2 separate regions of the Gossypium arboreum genome follow, and region 1 is linked to region 2. The links are chromatin contacts, called in public Hi-C maps. All regions are on one chromosome and are shown on one strand. The core of a region is the stretch at or near the end of the contact, and the rest is flanking DNA. Distances in the headings are between cores, read along the strand shown. Region 1 holds the start of LOC108485431. Region 2 holds the start of LOC108464555 (probable polyol transporter 6).

Evidence for each region. Hi-C and Micro-C count contacts between places; a contact is called where the count stands out from the background.
Region 1: a Hi-C map of leaf shows a contact between it and region 2, with 3 times the contacts expected there. The contact joins the promoter of LOC108485431 here to the promoter of LOC108464555 in region 2. A contact is called at or near these places in 2 of 5 Hi-C or Micro-C datasets (both in leaf).

What each region holds. Positions count from the first base shown.
Region 1 is chr6:128,453,240-128,455,939 of ASM2569848v2, forward strand. It overlaps LOC108485431, which reads left to right and starts at 1,283. Exons shown (of 1, transcript XM_017789269.2): 1 at 1,283-2,678. The coding sequence starts at 1,810. The coding sequence ends at 2,427.
Region 2 is chr6:128,079,147-128,081,846 of ASM2569848v2, forward strand. LOC108464555 (probable polyol transporter 6) reads left to right here and starts at 1,348. Exons shown (of 2, transcript XM_017764944.2): 1 at 1,348-1,859; 2 at 2,034-2,700. The coding sequence starts at 1,718.

The DNA of each region.
Region 1 (2,700 bases), core at 33-2,532, 370 kb after region 2:
CTATATTTCTATTTATTTTTTTATTCGCTTTCTTAATATTTGATTTACTATTTTATTTTAATTATTTTATCTGGCTTGGATTTAATTTCATTTCAGGCTGTGTCAAAATCTAAGTTTTTTTTTGAACGTTTAGAGGCCTAAATTAAATCCGGAACTTTGACAAATTTTATGATCCGTTTTTGCATTCATCATTCTCATCCTTTATCACCTCCATTAAGCATAGCATCAACAGTTTCTTTACGCCGAAAGTAACCAATTTCAAGAATGCAATCAAATACCACAACTTTCATACCCAAATATTTGGATTGTAATAAAGTTAACATCTTGGGAGTTTCTTCTTTACATAGGATTTCATCAGCAAAGGGAGATTTAATATATGTAATTAACTCACATAAAACTTTTAAGCTATGAGCTGATTTCATCTCCAGAGGAGCTTCAATTATTCACTTCACCTTCTAAGACATCTTTATTGACTCGAATCAAAGCGGTTACACCAAACGCAGCCTTTTCCCTAATATGTTTTGAACAATTCGGGTCGCAAAGCATCGTTTGCAAAACCAAAAAGCTTTTGATTGCAGGAAAGCGGTGGTGGGGGGAGGGGGAATTTTTTTTTTTAATTTCTTCTAAATTTTTATAAAATAAAATAGAATACTAAAAATAACAGTTGGCTGGTGACGTGTCAAGTTTTGGCAGATTTTTTTTTTGTCTAACGGCGTTAGGTGAGGGGGAAATGAGTAACAGCAACGTTGTTTGAATAAGCACGTAGGTATAGTTTAGAGGTAATTTTTGAAGAAGCGTTTATTTTATTTTATTTTATTTTATTTTGATGAAAGAAGAAGCGTTTATTTTATTGGTGCAAGATATTAAAAATGGTGCTAGTCCAACTGGCTCCGTGATTCACGGGTTTGTTTATATTATGAATTTATGCTGGTTCATTTATTTAAAGAAAAATCGTATATTTTTATTTTAAGTATCTACTCAATGTCCTAAATTTTACAGTCAATCCATTTGACTCAAGTACGAAAATTAGTTAAATGTAAGCAACTTAGTTAAACTTTAAAGTGAAGAGGTAAACTTTTTAAATAGCGAAAATTTTGACAATAATTAAATTAAGCTACATTTTAGAACACCATAAACTAGTAATTTTAATATTTAACTTTTCCCTTTTTGCTTTAGAATTAAATATTGAAATGCTTATTTGCTCCCAGACCTATAGTATAAGTGTCCTTTAGATGATTAAATTAAACCAATTTTCAACCTAGTAATAAACATCATCGATTTAAGTGATTAAAAGTGAGAGACCAATATTTGATTGGAAAATTATGATAAAATCTAGAATTGGTATATATGAAGAAACCGGCGGCCCAATTCAACTACCAGCGCAGGAAGGGCCGCTGTCCTTTCCTCCTCTAAAAGCGGCTACACACCACACCAACTCCACCACCAAAAGTAAAAGCCACGAAATACTATCTTTATTTATAATATTAATGAGCAAGAAACCATCACCAAATCTTCCATAAATTAAAAGCTTTGACATATGTTTGATGAACACTAGTGCTAGTGGGGACTCTTTTGGTGACCAAAGAACAAAACCCAATGCAACAACAATAATAAGGAGCTTATGTGAAACGACGACAAACATAAGAACAACCCCCAAAGTGAGAAAAACAGTACCCTTTCTCTAATTTCCGTTGTTTCAATCCAAGTTTTTCAAAACACCCTTTAATGGCTCCTCCTCTATTATTTGTATTCATCACCGTCACCAAATAAGTGATTTCCCCTTTTGACTCTCTTTGTAATCCGTAACCAATGCTGCTTCGAAATTCCATTTCCAATACCAAAAGGTTCTTTCAGAAAACCTTACGAAGTTTCAAGTCTCTCTTCTCTGGTACTGATGCTGAACCTTACCAAAGGCTACCCAAAGCCTCTCCGTACAATCCCTATTCATTCACCGCTGCAGGCGTTGCCGTGAATCCCAACGACAATGGCAACCCAAAGGAAAGAAATGACAACAGGAAAAAGATAAAATTTTCAACTCATAATATAGAAGCGCAAAGACAAGGAAACAATAAGGGAAATATGAAGCAGTCTACGACACAAGGAAGAGATGACCATCAGGACATTAAGCAGCATAAAACGAGGAGTGCCAAGGTGGGGAACAGACGAGAGGATTGTAATTCAGGCGAGAGAAGAAGAGAAGAAAGGAATTTATCAGTGCCACAAAAGCTGAAAGAGCTAGAGATGATGGATATGAGCAATATGGAACATGTTCTTGACATTGAAGAGGTTCTTCAATACTATTCTCGACTCACTTGTCCTACCTATCTTGATATTGTCGACAAGTTTCTCATGGAAATGTATGCAGAAATTTTGGGACCCCCAGATTCTCCAAGAAGAGTCAACTCAAGCCAAAATATCGATCAGTGAGATCCTGATTCATCCCTTCTCTCCCATGTTTTGCGTGAGAGGATTTTTGGACAGGTCCAGACTTGAAATTGTCATAATTATTTCTGTAAATCTCTGCGTTTTTACTTTTGTTTTTTTTTTCTGATACAACCCTTCTCTCCCACTTTTTCTTTAATTTCCCCAATTGATGCCACTTAAGACATGGTTGTGAGACAGGATACGAAATTTAACTTTGAGAAATGATAAATTTTTTTTTTCTCAAATAAACATAATTTCATTCATCATATATTAACG
Region 2 (2,700 bases), core at 98-2,597:
GTTAAGCCGATGACAAAGTGCTGGAAGTTATGTGGTTTTGCCCACAAATTGAAAATGATATTGAAATATCTTTGGATTTCATGGAGCTATTAAAAGTTTACAATACTATACACCCATTCTGCCCGTGGTTTATAAAAACTATTTGGATACACCAATTTGTTTAAAAATAAAATAAATAATACAAAGACATCTACTGATATTGTAAAGTTTTTAAATAAATTTAAATTAATTCATATTAATTTAATTAATTAATAAATAACCTTAGCGAAAATGTTTGGCATACGGAACTGGAAGTGTCTTTTGTTTCTAAACATTTAATGGCAAGGAAAAAAAAGCTTAATACTAGAGTAGAGACTCATGGTTTCCACCTTCATAACCACATAATCAACTTAACTTTTCAAATTATGCTTTTTTTTTTTTTAGATTAAGTTTTTAAGATAACTAAATTATTAATAAATTTACGTTTTGATTACTTAATTTTAAAAAGTTGTAAAATGATCATTAAATTATTTGAAAGTTTTTATTTAAATCACTGGATTATTAAAATAATTGCTATATGGTATTCTCTATTAGCACCGCCTACACCAATCGAAACTCTCCTTCTCCTTCTCTTCTAAGTTCAATTTTTTTTCATGAAATGATTTGAACATTACAAATATGCAAACTAAAATCTAAACAATTTTCTTCTCTAAACTTTGATACAGACCATCAGATCAACTTAGATCTAAGGTATGCTCTTTTACTCGTTGATGGGCATTGATCCACTATATCGATTGTCAAATCACCGCTTGAAGCTCACTAACCAGGCTTTTCTAAGAAAAAAAGTTAACAGCCCAGTGACTTAAATAAAAACTTTCAAATAATTTAGTGATCATTTTGTAACTTTTTGAAGTTAAATGACTAAAACGTAAAGTTACTAATAGTTTTGTGAACTTTTTATAAAGTTATAAAAATATGAGAGCAGAATTGGCCCAAGCCAAGCCAAGCCAAGCCAAGGTGTGATTTCTGATTGAGTAAACTATTACTTGTCTTGTATGGAATATGGATAATCAATTTTCTGGTAATATTGTCCCACAATTTCATGTTTTATTTGAAGATGCTAATTAGCTCGTGGTGGTTTCCTTTTCTAGTATAAAAGCAGAGTTATTATGCGATACTGCTCATCCATTCATCAGTGGGTGACCTTTTACTATCCTTGATAAGATTTTGTTCTGTGGGGACTTGGGATATGAGTAGCTCTTTAATTGCCTATAAGAAAAAGATATCCGTAAGTGTAACATAATTGAATTGAAAATACCATTTAGGTAAAAAATAAAATTTCAAAGTTTGGAAAAGAATAAATTTATAATTTATGCATATTTGAATGGAAACCTGCAATTACCCATTGTAAGTAATAGTTTTTTTGTAGGACAAAGAAAGGCGAAATGGCAGGTGACGAAGCATGATATTTTAATATGATATCTCCAGCCCACTACTGCGAACCTGTTCATTCCTAGCCCTACATATGCCAGTTCAGCTCCATTTGCAATTTTTCTGATTTGTCACGCAGTTTGAGTTCCATTGGGGGATCCAAACAGACTCCATTAACTCTACTTCCAACCGACTCCTCGTTTTATCCATCCAAAACCAACCTCCTCGTTTTGGCCCCCACACTTCCCACGCCTATTTTTCTCTTTCACAAGTGCTTTAAGGTTAGAAAAAGCGCAGAGTAGCTCAAATGGACGCCAATGAGATGGAATCCCAACAACAGAAGGCGGCTGGTGAAGATGATTTTCGCCATACAAGCACCGCTGGTCTGAACAAGTTCACTCTTTTATGTGCTCTTTTGGCCTCCACAAACTCGATTCTCTTAGGCTATGGTGAGTCTCGCTTTCAATTTGTCTCTCTTCCAACTACTACGATTTTTTTAACCCTAAAATTGTCAATATCCCACGATTTATTAATGCCCGTATCTTGTATTGGCTTCTTTTTTGGCCAAATCAGTGGGCTTCTTTTTTAGGGCGAACTGCTCTGTTTATTTATTTCTTGTGCAGATATTGGTGTAATGAGTGGAGCAGTGCTGTTTATCAAAGAAAACCTCAAAATCACATCTGTTCAAGTAGAAATCTTGGTGGGTAGCTTGAATGTACTTTCACTTGTAGGCTCACTTGCATCTGGCAAAACATCAGATTACATAGGCAGACGTTACACAATTGTTCTAGCGGCAGCCACATTCCTTGTGGGTGCACTTTTAATGGGGTTTGCACCTTCTTTTCCGTTGCTCCTAGCAGGCCGCATAGTTGCTGGCATTGGCGTTGGCTATTCCCTTATGATTGCACCTCTCTACACAGCTGAGATCTCTCCCGCTATGAAACGTGGGTTCCTCACTTCCCTCCCTGAGGTATTCATTGTGTCTGGCATCCTGCTAGGCTACATCGTTAACTTTTCCTTATCAGGTTTGCCCCAAAACATAAATTGGAGACTGATGCTTGGCCTCGCAGCAGTACCCGCAATTGCCATTGGAATTGGTGTTACAGCAATGCCAGAATCACCTCGTTGGCTGGTGATGAAAGGTAGAACCGATGAAGCAAAAAGGGTATTGATCAAAGTCTCGGATACTGTTCAAGAAGCTGAATTTAGACTCAGTGAAATAATGAAAGCCGCTGCCATGGATTTAGGCGAAGCAACCTCATCAAACCACAGCGATTGGCGCGGTCAGGG